5 separate regions of the Mus musculus genome follow, and all the other regions are linked to region 1. A link is a contact called in public ChIA-PET and promoter capture Hi-C data. All regions are on one chromosome and are shown on one strand. The core of a region is the stretch at or near the end of the contact, and the rest is flanking DNA. Distances in the headings are between cores, read along the strand shown. Region 1 holds the start of 2810414N06Rik (RIKEN cDNA 2810414N06 gene). Region 2 holds the start of Rgl1 (ral guanine nucleotide dissociation stimulator,-like 1). Region 3 overlaps Colgalt2 (collagen beta(1-O)galactosyltransferase 2). Region 4 has its middle 31 kb from the start of Gm36297. Region 5 overlaps Gm36920 (a long non-coding RNA gene).

What was found. Promoter capture Hi-C pulls out the DNA fragments that hold promoters and counts their contacts. ChIA-PET counts read pairs in DNA pulled down with a chosen protein or histone mark.
Region 2: a contact with region 1 is called in a promoter capture Hi-C map of the C10 cell line, with 5 times the contacts expected there. The contact joins the promoter of Rgl1 here to the promoter of 2810414N06Rik in region 1. A contact is called at or near these places in 1 of 39 promoter capture datasets (the C10 cell line) and 1 of 115 datasets of contacts at active chromatin or transcription factors (pro-B cells).
Region 3: a contact with region 1 is called in a promoter capture Hi-C map of trophoblast stem cells, with 3 times the contacts expected there. The contact joins the enhancer-like site here to the promoter of 2810414N06Rik in region 1. A contact is called at or near these places in 3 of 39 promoter capture datasets (hippocampal neurons, stem cell-derived epiblast-like cells and trophoblast stem cells) and 3 of 115 datasets of contacts at active chromatin or transcription factors (the 230-238 cell line, astrocytes and large pre-B cells).
Region 4: a promoter capture Hi-C map of liver shows a contact between it and region 1, with 2.4 times the contacts expected there. The contact joins the enhancer-like site here to the promoter of 2810414N06Rik in region 1. A contact is called at or near these places in 6 of 39 promoter capture datasets (the C10 cell line, the HPC-7 cell line, embryonic stem cells and 2 more) and 1 of 115 datasets of contacts at active chromatin or transcription factors (pro-B cells).
Region 5: an RNA polymerase II ChIA-PET map of memory CD8 T cells shows a contact between it and region 1, with 22 read pairs. The contact joins the enhancer-like site here to the promoter of 2810414N06Rik in region 1. A contact is called at or near these places in 3 of 39 promoter capture datasets (embryonic stem cells, stem cell-derived epiblast-like cells and trophoblast stem cells) and 11 of 115 datasets of contacts at active chromatin or transcription factors (the SCID.adh cell line, bone marrow-derived macrophages, embryonic forebrain and 6 more).

What each region holds. Positions count from the first base shown.
Region 1 is chr1:151,753,754-151,756,273 of GRCm38.p6, reverse strand. 2810414N06Rik (RIKEN cDNA 2810414N06 gene) reads left to right here and starts at 1,256. Exons shown (of 2, transcript NR_151475.1): 1 at 1,256-1,431. Edem3 (ER degradation enhancer, mannosidase alpha-like 3) reads right to left here and starts at 900. Exons shown (of 20, transcript NM_001039644.2): 1 at 547-900. The coding sequence starts at 707.
Region 2 is chr1:152,623,955-152,626,474 of GRCm38.p6, reverse strand. It overlaps Rgl1 (ral guanine nucleotide dissociation stimulator,-like 1), which reads left to right and starts at 1,258. Exons shown (of 18, transcript NM_016846.4): 1 at 1,258-1,491. The coding sequence starts at 1,465.
Region 3 is chr1:152,496,573-152,499,092 of GRCm38.p6, reverse strand. The region is part of intron 7 of Colgalt2 (collagen beta(1-O)galactosyltransferase 2); the gene reads right to left. Among named protein-coding and RNA genes, the nearest start is that of Gm51749, 42 kb to the left of the region's middle. Within about 2 kb of position 1,257, at least 72 of the 459 cell types and tissues checked have an H3K27ac peak or open chromatin away from gene starts, as enhancers often do. A contact at or near this core is called in trophoblast stem cells, where this site is marked.
Region 4 is chr1:151,024,026-151,026,545 of GRCm38.p6, reverse strand. No RefSeq gene overlaps it. Among named protein-coding and RNA genes, the nearest start is that of Gm36297, 31 kb to the left of the region's middle. Within about 2 kb of position 1,260, at least 90 of the 459 cell types and tissues checked have an H3K27ac peak or open chromatin away from gene starts, as enhancers often do. A contact at or near this core is called in liver and pro-B cells, where this site is marked.
Region 5 is chr1:152,269,321-152,271,840 of GRCm38.p6, reverse strand. All of the region lies in intron 3 of Gm36920 (a long non-coding RNA gene), which reads left to right. Among named protein-coding and RNA genes, the nearest start is that of Gm36920, 19 kb to the left of the region's middle. Within about 2 kb of position 1,255, at least 26 of the 459 cell types and tissues checked have an H3K27ac peak or open chromatin away from gene starts, as enhancers often do. A contact at or near this core is called in the SCID.adh cell line and memory CD8 T cells, where this site is marked.

The sequences.
Region 1 (2,520 bases), core at 7-2,506:
TATAAATAGTGTTTTGGAACACTTTTAAGCCTCATAAAACTACTCTAAGGGGGTACACTTAATCGAGGCCTCTGAATAGCATCAAATCGCCTGCTCTAGCTCACAAGTGCCATTTAGGAAAGAAAACACAGCAAGGGGGATAGTGAAGTCTGAAAAGTTCAAGTTCCGGTGAACGCCCCTTTTCCTTTAACAGGTGTAAGCACCGCAACATTTTCCCGCTGGGAGCTCACTTGGGTGAGACATCCAACCCTGCCTCCGCCACCCAGGCGGTAGCCCCTCCACCAGCCCCTGACATGGCAGAGGCGCTGACACAACACTACATATGTCACAGGCTGCCCAGGAGACACTCGACAGCCCCCGAGGTCACATCCCGGGGATCAGCTCCCATCGTCCTGGACCCCGTCCACCGCACCGAGGTCCTCCAGCCTCACCAGCTGTTACAGTCACCACAGAAAAAGTCCACAGTGCGCCGGGGGCGCAATGACAGGCACCTCCACTGCTGGCAGCCGCGCGAGGAAACCCACCCGGACAGCCACGCACCCTTACCCAAGCTTCTGCTTCTCTTCCCTACTCATGGGCGCGGCCCCTGCCGTGCACACGGACGTGGCCAACACCAGACAGAGCGCGGCCGTCGCTGCCACCAGGCTCCATGACGCTCGCTGGGGGACCCGGCACCCACAGCCCCGGCAGCCGCCGGCTTTGCTCATGGCCCCGCGGTTCCGCGCACGCGCAGCTGCTACACCGGCACGGTGGGCCACATTGCGGGCTGCCGGCGGCGAGGAGGCTGCGAGCCGTGTCGAGGGCGGACTGTGGAGTGAGGCTGGCGGCCGCCGGCGCCAAACTGTTTGCCGAAGTCACCGAGCCGGTCCCCCAGCGCCAGCGCTGCCACCACCCTCCGCCCTCCACGGCTCGGAGCACCGCCCCCAGCTTTCCGGTGTCGTAGTCTAGGAAACCGCCTCTCCAAGGCTACTTCCGGGTAGAGCCGAAGTGAGATAGCCTCGGGACCAATGGAGACAGCCTCGGAGAGGGGCTGGCCGCAGCTACAGGACCTAGCATTGGCCCAGAGAAGCGGGACGTGGACAAAAGGCGGGACTGGGCAGGGAGCTGTCCCTTCGATCCACCTCCGACCCCAGGAGTTGCCACCTAGGAACTACTAGTCCCAAGGTGCACCGCTTCCTCCAGCTTGACTACAGACCTACGCGCAGGCGCCTTGCTAGATTTCTGCCTAGTAGCGCCCTGCGTTCTGGGACTTGTAGTCCTATTCTGTAAAGGCCACGCAGGTTCCAGGCGTTCTGTGTTCCGCAAGACCTTTGGCCAACCCTACCTCGTCGGTGGGCTGCCCAGTCCTTGAGACTCGTGAGTGCTTTGCCATTCTCTTCCTGAAGATTTTTTTTTTTTCCTGAGAGCTGACAGAATGAGACTTGCCCCCAGGTCGGTACCGAATGCCTGGGTGAACAGTGAAAATATTCTTCTGCCCTCGAGAAAATGACAACAAAACAAAACAAAACAAAAACTAGGAAATGAACAACAGCTAAATGACTCGAACCTTTGACGACCATGTGAGAGTTTTACTTTCATTAGCGCATATACACAACTCTAATATGTATATATCGTCCTTCTACTTTTGCACACGTAGCTTGAACTTTTGCACAAAGGCTTGGAAGAAGTTAGCAAACACTAATCTAACTCCTGAATTACTCCTCTAATTCAGTACCCCAGCAACTAAGCAGGACACTCAAAATGAAGGAGGCCAAGCAAAGCTAAGAACGTGATTAATAATAGTTATCTTAAAAGCCCATGAAGGAAAGAAGTGTACAATGCAAAAGTGATTTTTTTTTTTTAATTTAGTGAAGACTAGATGTTGTAATGAGTTGCAATGGCTGATTGGCAGGCTAACTGTGGGTAAAATGACAGGTGGGTTTCTCTTGCAAAAGCACATGTCTTTCTTTTGTGCCACTTCAGCAGGTGGCGGCAGAGTTGAGGAGCTTGGATGTGACCTCTGTGGCCACAGTAAATTTCGTATTTGTCCGTTCAGCAATATCGAGCTATCTGAAACCTCTTGCTTTTAATGCCTCACCACTTAAGTCTTATCTCTCTGACCATCCGGGTTACAAAATAACCTTTCTTCCTTCTCTCCTCTTTCAAAAACGCAGGTGTTTCCTGAAGGTTCTGTTTCGACTCCTTTGCTTCTTTGTACTCTCCGGGTTTCGCTTTAGTGATTTCTGACACGGATTAAGTCACCTTGTTGCTCGGATTGATTTCTAGATTTATATCTGTCCTGATCATTGGCCTTACATTCAATTTCCTTTCTGTCTGGTCCAAGAGAAACTCAAGTGTAAAATTATTTAATGCTTCAGACCTGTTTACTCACCCTCTTCTTTCCTAGTGTCCAACCAGTGGGTAAATCACCCAGATCCTTATCGCTACTATCTTTCAGACCATTGCCTTTCTAGTCCACATTTTCCTAGTTCCAGCTCTCATTATCTCTTTGCTGAACAGTTGCAACGTCCTAGTCTCCTC
Region 2 (2,520 bases), core at 9-2,508, 870 kb before region 1:
TGTGTGTGTGTGTGTGTGTGTGTGTGTGTGTGTGTGTATGTGTGTTTAATATTTAAATTATAGAAACATCCACTTTGGTTGTAAAAGATCATTCTCTCTACAGTCTTGAACTCCTGAAGCATGGGTCTTTATGAGGAGCGTTTGACTGACTTGAAGACATCCTTCAGTGTGCAGAGATCCTTTGCTTGCTTGGTGTAGCCTCTGTCATTTCTGATGCCCTTCTGGAGACATCAGTGCACTGATTGCCTAACTTTTCAGCTCATGGTATATTCAGTACTAACCAAAGCTCAGCACAGCAATCTGGAGGAGGTCCTTTTCAGTTTGACATGTGTAAAACATGACATTTTTGTAATTGGTGTGGAGTTCTGACAGGTACAGTTTGGCTACCTGACTATGGGCTATCTCTTGCTGTTGATTTATTGAAACTAGATCTTTTAAAGTGTAATGTATTGTCCCCCACAGACTATTGTGTTAAGATAAAATTCTTTTCAGCATTGTCCTTTGAAAGGCTTTCCCTACAGTGATTATCCCTCTGTGTCCCCACAGTGCACACCCCCCATGGCTACTCACAGAGGCTCCAGAAACCCCTAGGACCACTTATGGCCTCTGTCACAAACTGTCAGATCCTGCAAAACTCTCTGCTCTCACCAGCAGTAGCCAGTAAGCCTTATCAGACTGGGTGGTGGAGTTGATGCATGCCTGTAATCTCAGCACTCAAGAGACAGAGGCAGGAGGATTGCCAGAAAAGTTCTAAGTGTTCAAGGCTAGCCAGGACCACCTTTTGTTTAAAAAAAAGAAAAAAAAAGCAAGAAAGCCACAAACAAGAGTGGGCAGTAGGAACAAGTCCAGGCAGTTGCAGGTGCGGGGCAGGGTAGAGCCGCTGGGCACGGTTTTTAGATACCCAGATAGCTTTTGACTTTATCCTAATGAAAATCTTCCCCCCAAATCGAGGGGACTCTGATTTAATTGCTGTAAATTCCAAATAGCAAGCAGATCACACAAGAATCCCTAATCCCTAACAGTTTCCTTCAGTAAAGCAGACGGAGGCTGCGCACATGTCCCATGGCACACATGGTTCTATTTTGTCACCTGGTGGCCACCAGGAAACCCCGATGAAGCGGTCTACTTGAAAGCATCGTTTCCCCACCACTCTGAGCTGGAGAAACGATTGCTTGCTCCCTTGATCCGCGGGGCTTCCGAAAGGGAGAGTGCGCTCACAAGCACAAACAGGAAAGCCTGACATCACGGAGCGGCGGGGAGGAGTCTGCTGCCGCGGGCTCCCGGGCTGCCTGCTCGCTGGCCGGCGCTCCTTTGTGGCCCGGTCGCGCGCGGCGGCGGCGGCGGCAGTCGGGCAGCAAGGCGCGTGGGAAGCGCGGGGACCCGGAGCCGGGCCAGAGAGACGCCCCGACCGCCTCGGAGCAGGGCGCACCATGCAGCGTCCGTGTGCCGGAAAGAAAACTGAGAATGAAATTACTTTGGCAAGCTAAAATGGTAACGCCAGCTCCCCGCCTTCCCCTGACGCTTCTCTGCTGGGGGACTCGTCCCATCTCCCGCTTTCTCGGGCCGGGTTGTTGGAGCACTGTCTAACTGATCAGAGCCACCCGGACCCCACTCTCTAAGAGGAGCTTTCTCATTCTGCTTTGTGTCCTTCCCCTCTCTGTGCCTCTTCTCCCTAGAAACGATGCCTGTGTTCTCAGGCATCGCCTGCGGGGTGTCTGGGACAGGCAGATGCGTGTCAGGAGAGCAGAACTTGGAAAGGACAGAACTCAGTCTGGGGGAGCGGCGCCGCGCTCTGCTTCCCAGCGGCAGCCCTTTAACACAGATCCGAGGTTTAGCTGGCGACATGGCTATCCAGGGGGTCGCTGTGTAAATTTCAGTGGAAGCTGCATGAAGATGTTTTGCTTTCTCGGCACTTGCCAGAGGGGCTTTTCTTTTCTTTTCTTTTCTTTTCTTTTCTTTTCTTTTCTTTTCCTTTTTTCTTTCTGGAAATAAAAACTTTCCATACCCCACATAACTTTTTTTTGGGTTTCAAAATAGTAAGAGGAGAAAAAGAGGTACAACTTCACTTCCCAAAGAGGGCTCTTGGTATTAAAACACTTGTTTGAGGGAGTTTAACATCGACATTGCTCAAATGTTTGTGTACTTTGAGAAGTATAAACTCTTGTTTTTGCAAATGAGTTATTTTTTCCTTTCACTTAAGTGGACAGAGTTGATCAGGACTAAACCACAGTTTCCTTAAGAAGGAAAAAAAAAAACTTGAAAAGATGATTTAAGATACGTGGCTAGGTTAGGAAAAGTAACTGACCAGAGAAGGGAGAAGTCGGAGGCTCCTGATACCGCAGGAAAAGGCTGCCAGCCAAGAAAATCTCAGCCTTGCCTATTGCAGGGTGTCCTGTGTTGCTCTGTTTGGAGGATTTACTCAAAGGCTTGGAGAGCCTTTGTAAGCAGGGAAGCAGCTGGGATAGATTGTGGTTAGCCAAGGGGGAAGAAAACAACAACACACACTACGACCCTCTTTTT
Region 3 (2,520 bases), core at 8-2,507, 740 kb before region 1:
AGCGAGGGCCAAGTCTGCCTGTACCCTTTACCCTGGCCTGAAATGCCTAGATGATAGCAGTACTAACATATAGACATCATAAGGCAACTAAAGCCTCATGAAGACTGCTGTAGGGAAATTAGCGTTTTATGTATGTATGTATGTATGTATGTATTTATTTATTCATTTATTTATTTAGTGTGTATAGTGTAACTGCATTGCTGTGAGTGTCGAGAAGGTCAGAGGACAATTGACAATCTTCTAGCTTGACAGCAAGTGCTTTCAGCCACCAGACTGTCTTACCAGTGCATAAGTTAGCTTTTGAATAAAGGCCTCTGGCTGCAAGCACTGATGAGCTGATTTTGAATATTAAACTATTGGGAGATGTTAACAGCCATCAGGAATCTACATCCCAGTGAGGGAGAAACCTACAGGAACAGGGCAGAGGACACTCGTTGCCTCCTGACTGTCGAGGTGACTCTGGGGACAGTATTTATTTTCTCTGTGTAGTTAGCTCTGCTGTTTGGAAAAGGAGGGGTTTGAGCAAACCCACCCCTCAAGCCCTGTACCTATGAAAATCTGTGCATAGTGGCTTATAGTAAAGTTGGCTTCATGTTATGAGACCTGTGCAGAAATCTTATCATGCAATCAGGCTGAGGTCCAGACTATATTGCACTGAGCTTTGGCTCAATAGTTACTCTGAGTATAATTTTAAATATATGCTTTAGCAGCATCAGAAGTTATACTAAGCTTTCAACTCTCCCCTGTAAGAGAGTCTCATCTCTGTTCACATATAGAGTCCTGGGAGCAACAGAATGTTCTGTGCATCATCTCCGGAGATGCTGGGCAGGGCAGGCACTCAGTATGATTTGATACCCTCTTACTTAACTGGATAGTTATTAATAAAACAAAAAAAATCCACCATAATTTCTGTGTGACATATATTTGGGACTATGTAGCTTAAAGCATGTGCCGTCTTTTTTCATTTTCTCTGTCTTTAGAATCCTAACTGTCAAGGATTATGTTCCATTGCCTGGTTTTACAGACATAGGAAGGAAACGGCATATCCTTCTCGCATCCACAGAGCCATCTGAGGTCACCCAAGGAGACAAAGCAAAACAAAACAAAACAAACAGAGAAGCATCCAAAAAGTCCCCTGCAAACCAGAGGCCTCCAGTCGAGGAAGCTTTCAGTAAATAATAGTCCCGCCCTGGGCCCTGCCAGGACAAGGGCAATAAACCCAGTAGCCATGAAGGGAAAACACAGACGGCTTGCTCATACTTAGTAAACAGAGCAAAGAACCGAGTGCCTAATACAGCCAGACGCTAGCAACCAGGTCACAGGATTGGAGGGCGGAAAAGACCTCTGACACCTCTTTTCCACAGCCCATGTCTGCTGCAGACAGAGAGATGATTATCCTGGGCTGTGGAAAGCAAAGTCCTGGGCTGCCTCACTTTCTAGGGCACTAACACCACGGTCCTGCCCGAGGCGGAGCAAGCCGGTCCGGTCTGTCTTTGTTTCATTTACTGTGATCTGATCCTCACAGAATGTGATGCCAGGAGGAAAAAGGAAGACACTGAAAAACACATGGGCCCCCTTTCCTAGAAAATGAAGAGAGGCCACAGTCTCCGGGAAGGAGAACTGTGCTCGGCAAGAGGAAGCTGTGTGGCAGGCCCCGCCCCGCAGCAAGGACCCACCATTGGTGAGCCCACCCTTGTAGCACCGGTCAGTTTTGAAAACTATTTTCTATTTTTAGTAAATAGGAATAGACTCAATAGGGTCTATTTATACTTTGTGCTACATTTAAATTCATCTCTCCTTTTTCTGCCTTCTGTGAAAATGGCATAATCTCTACTTGGTATTTATGAACTACCCATTTCCTGCATTTGGAAGTCTAGCTTCAAGTCAGTTTTGTAGCAGAGATCCCCAACTCCTAGGTCCATTAGCTCCTTGGGATGAACATGATTTGGAGACACAGATGTTAATGTTCCAATGTGATAAGGCGTTTTCTTCCAAAAAGCATACTGAGCTCAAAGCACAATGCTTGGCTTAAATCCAGAAGCCCTGGAAGAATTCTGTCCCAGTGTGTGGACTCCTGGCAGGTCACAGCTCTAGACCACAAAACTCCTCAGCACTAGCAACCACATAAGGGGCCATGAAGGGCTCGTGGAACAGACTCACAGTTCTGGCCCTGGCAACCATCTGTTTTACACTCTACCAAGAAAACCACTTCTTTATATTATTCTCTTTCTTTCTTTCCTTCCTTCCACTCTTCTCTCCTCTTTCCTTAACTCTCTCCTTTCTTCCTTCCCTCCCTCCCTCTCTTCCTGTCTCCCTCCTCCTTCTGCCTCCTCCATTCCCTTCTGCCTTCCTCCATCCCTCTTTCCCTTCCTTCCTCTCTTTACTGTACACCTCCCTCTCCCTCTCCCTCCCTCTTCCTTCCCCTCTGGCCCTCCCCCTTCCCTCTCTCCCTCTCACCCTCTCCCTCTTCTCCCCTTTTCGTTGTGGTGCTAGGAATTGACCCCAGGGCTCCACTTATCC
Region 4 (2,520 bases), core at 11-2,510, 730 kb after region 1:
CATACCAAAGTCAACCAGAACTAAAGTCTTTACAACTTAAGCAACATATGGTTAGAACTGGCATTCAAAATCCTGAGCATATATGTATATATGTAGGTACAGCATAAAATGAAGAAAAAGAACAAGAAAGGGTAAATATTAGGGAAGAGTGAGTACCGAATGCAGGGAATGCTCTCTCTCTCTCTCTCTCCCCTCCCCCCCCCCAATTTGGTGGTCGATATGGGCATAAAACACTTTTGCTACTGAGAGGGTAAAATTTAACATGAAGGTTTTCACGGCTTCCTCTTCAAATGCAGTCATAGGCTTACTGCTCCAGTAAGCACATGGGTGGCCACCAGTGGATCAGCTTCAGAGCCAGTCAGAAAGTGTCATATCACTCACGGCTCTCAAAGCCATGTCACTATTGTACCAGTAGTCAGATCTCGTCTGGCAGGTGGGTATTGTAGCCTTCAGGTCTCACAGCTGGGAAAGGCCATAGATGAATTTTCTCTAGCAGACAGTATAGAACCATCGGCTACCATGAATGCTAACTAATAGAGAGGAAGCGTCCAGATTGGTTCCCGTCTGACTTCTCTGTGCCCTGTGTATGCTGTTCTTGTGAAAGGCTCTTACCATCTAGCTTCTCAGGCAAGAAGAGTAAGGGCAGAGCCTGTTTTATTTGGGAAGCTTCTGGGAGCTCCCTGGTCAACAACTCCCTATATTCCAGCATTTATACTAAAAACTACTTAGAGCAGTGACTAGGTATCCCCTGAGAAAGCGCTAGAGATGCTATTTGACTCAATACTGGATAGATCAGGCACTGGAATGGAGAGGGATTGTACGGGCCTAGCGTTTCCCTCTTGTCCACATCTCCCTATGATTCTAAGATTCTAATGCACTCTTTGAGAACCGATAGCCACACTGTCAGGTTAGTGGCTGATCACTTGACATGGGATGACAGCCCAGAGCTTGCTCCAGGAGGGGGTGTCTCATCCTCTCCGCTTCCCCAGAGAGCTAGCACGAGTTTAGCAATATGAAAGCTTCCTGCCCGTTTTTAGTTTAAAACAGGGCACATAGGCTGCTTAAGTAAACAGGGAGCATTTGAACTAAATTTAATCGGGATGTTGTGGTGGATTGTTCTCTCCGGTTGACAGTCTTGCGTCTCTCCGCTTCGACTTTCCTCCATAACAGGAAGTGGAAGTTCTGAAGCACCGCAGAGGCTGCTCTTGGTATTTCCGGGCTCGCTGAGACCAGAGAAAGGCGGAAGAGACAAATCCTTCTTGTTAGATAACATTCCGGGTTGATTTCTAAACCAGAGTGCACAGGATCAAAGGTCTCCTAGGTACAGATCGGCATCCCAAACTTTGATGCTTATCTAAGCAAACCACTTTCAACTTTCCTCAACCGGTTTTAGTGGGCAGGTACCTGAGATAAGAGAAAGTCTGTTCTGAGGAATGAGGGCAGGGCTCCCACCTAGAGGCTGAAAGTCCCGACATTGCAGTCTGTGGTCACCTGGTTACCTTTTCTCTTTTTCATGACAGAGGTAATCAAAACCTCTAATAACTTGCAGACGAGGGCTTAGAAACTGCAGTGGGCATGGAGAAAACCCTTTCACTCAAGGGTTCTCCCAGTGCAGCAAAACAAACAAACAAAACAGCACCAATACCCTGCCCCCCAAAAGATCTTCTAGGATTTCTTTCAAGAATTTTACCAGAAGCTGAGGCTAAGTGACCGCCCCCGCCGGTTCTATGACATCTAAACCAAGGGAAAGCACACCGAGTTAGAACAGTCACAGCGTTCTATTTCTATTTCCTAGACTTTTGGATGGGAGCCTGGCTTTTAATGGCCGAGCCATCTTTCCAGCCCCGTGTTTCCTAGATTTTATGTTTTAGGTTATCTTTTTCCTTTCTCTTATTTGTTTCTATAGGGGAAAAATGTTTTCACGAGAAGAAATTTAGATTACTTTGAAAACAATGAAGCTTCTGAAATTTGTGAATTAGACATGAGGGTTTGTTGAGTAATGGGGAAACTGAGGAAGCCCACTCATCCGAAAAGGAAGCAAGAGTTTTCAGTTCTTACTGACACTTGCATGGTACGTCATCCATTGCCGCAGCCAAGCAAAGTAAACCTGATAGATTGGGTGTACTTTAGATTGAGTTTTCCCTCTGGGTCCGTTATGGAGCACTTAAAGAAAACTTAAAGCGTAACTGTATGGCTTTCCCCTTCCTTCCTTCCAGCTCCTCCTATATGCCACCCCCAACTCCCTCTCAAATTGATGGTGTCTTTTCCTATAATAATTATTGTTACACACGCACACACACCCGCACGCACATGCACACGCACGCACACAGACGCACAAGTAGAAATAAGGAACCCAGGGCTTTGCAACCTTAGACCACTGTGGAGGTTTGCAGAATGTATCTCAACACATAGCCAGTTTAATTTGGTCTGAGAAAACCAGACACGTGACATCTTACAGTTCACTCTTTAGGTTTTCTTTTTTTTTTTTTTTTTTTTTAATTTTTTTTTCCATTTTTTATT
Region 5 (2,520 bases), core at 6-2,505, 520 kb before region 1:
GGAGCATACTTGGCACTGTTTTGGCCTTGTGTTTCTCGTGAAATAAAAAAAAAAAAAGATTAATTTATTGTGTAGGTCATCATATATTACCTAGAAGCCAAATTGCCGGTTAAAATCCTGCTTGCAGGCAGGTGTATGGTTCTAACACAGCTTTTCATCTGAACTGTAGAGTGCTCTCCCTTAATCATCAAATGGGATGCAAACTATCTTCTCAGCCATTTCAGCATTTCAAAAATTTCTCCCCAAGTGGCAGGTTTGTGATATTTTTCATTATAATGGAATCTTATTCACCCATTCCAAACACAGCTGTTTGGTTAGAGAGCAACAGGAAATAATCACAGATATAAATGAGAGTCTGCCAAGAAGCTGAGACAAGAGAATTCTGTGCTTCAGGCCAGCCTGGGCTACCTAATGAGATTTTTGTCTAAAACACACACACACACACACACACACACACACACACTAGCATTGGGTAGCTAGGCTAGGCTTGTTTAGGAAAGTGCTTCCCACATAAACATCAACTCTGTAGTTCAGATTCCCAGAACCCACCTAAAAAATGTAGACGTGGTAGCACAGGCTTCCAAACCCAGCACTGGTGTGGGAGAAACAGGTGGGTCACTCGGACTTGCTGCTGCTCGGTCAGAGTGCATGCTCCGTCTCTGTCTATGTCTCTCTCTGTCTCTGTCTCTCTCTCTTTCTGTCTCTGTCTGTCTGTCTCTCTCTCTCTCTCCCTCTCTCTGTCTCTCTCACACACACACAGGCATGCACTTTTGATCATATCTGTTCAAATAATTATTTCTTTTACAACTAAACATTTCGAGTATTCCAAGCTAAGGAAAAGGTGAAATACGGTTTCAATTTTATGCTGTTTAGAATATAAGATGCTATTTTTAAAAATCTGTAATACATAACTTGTCCCTTTGGACATCATCTAGTGCCCCCATGTTTTATGTAACTGTGTGCACTGGACTGGTTTTCTGTGAAGACACAGAGATATCCGCAGGCTTTCATCTTCGAAAAGCCTCAAAGACTTTGACAAGCAGAAAAAAAAAAAAAAGACACTCCTGGCCTGCTTCTCCTCTCCTAGAACACCCCCCCCCCCGCCCTCCATACCTGCTTCTGTTGCTCTCCAAATCCTAACCTGTGCAAAGTCTCTTCCACTGAACTTCTCTTGACAACTGTAGTCCACCTCAACCCTCTTCCACCCCTGGCTTCCTGTCACCCACTCTCTGCATCTCTTCTACCTGGTGGCCGTCAATTTCCGCTGTCTTACCTCATCCCTATGCACTAATCTCATCTCCTGCAAACAAGAGCAGCCTGAGCGTAAGTCTGTGCCTTGCATGGATAATTCCTCTTCAGCTCCGTGAGTTGACAGTCCACAGCACACATTACGGATAAAGTGAGTAATGGAAGAATCAGAGTTCATCTGTTTAGAAGACGATTATTCAGGCTGTTCTCTGACAATGCCAGCCCCTCCCCCCACCCATTATCTGCGACTTAGCAGTTATGTATATGCTGGCCATTTCCAAAACCTTGTGTAGACACCAGACTCTAGCAACCTTTGCTTCTTGTTTATGCTTGTTATTCTATTAGACCAAATGCAGAAAAAAAGTCCTTTTCAAAGCTCTGTACGTGACAAGGTGCGGAGGATGGACAAGGTGCTCTTTACCATGCCCAGCCCACAGCTCCACCGCCCTTTGCAGTGGTTTCTCTTGAAGCTCTTCCTCCCCTGAGTTTACATCCTTAAAGATCTGCTTTGAAGATGAGCATTTAGAAACCTGTGGTTAGCCTTGCTCCAAGGTTTTGCAAAGTCAACAGGAGGCATTTTGATTATAGCTATTTGTTCTTAGGGGACAGTGAGTTTGCAGAAAATTAGAGATGGAAAATTGCCTTGCCTTACAGATTGGGCCAAGCCTGCGCAGCAAGGCCGGCCGAGGTAGGCTGACTGCTAATGCACGGCCTGAACTGGCTGGCAGGCAATGATGCTTCCTGGCTCCTCCTCATTGCAGGACTGCAGTGGATAGCACAGCTCACAGCAAGAGCGTGTACCCCAGCAAAGCCACTGCACCAGCAGCTGGGGGAGAGAAGCTGAATTCAGTGGTTGCACTTGCATGGGAATGGACAGCTATTTAAGGAAGAGAGTTAGCCAGTGTCTGATTCCTACCAAGTCTGTGTCTTCTAGGAAGTTCTCCTAGATTACTCAGGTGTATATTTTTAGTGGGAACTCAATCTATAAAAATCCAAGTTCATCAAATTGATAAATTGTGGAGACGAACTTTTATAAAATTTTTATTTAATTAATATATATGTGTGAGTGCCAGCGTGTCTGTCTGTCTACCACACTCATGCAGTGTTGGCAGAGGCCAGATGAGAGGGTTGGATCCCCTGGAACTGGTGCTATCAATGGTTATGGGTTATCATGTGTGTGCTGGGAATCGAACCCAGGTCCTCTGGAAGATCAGTCAGTGCTCTTACCTGCTGAGCCATCTCTCCAGCCCTGAGGTGGGTTCTGTTTAACTA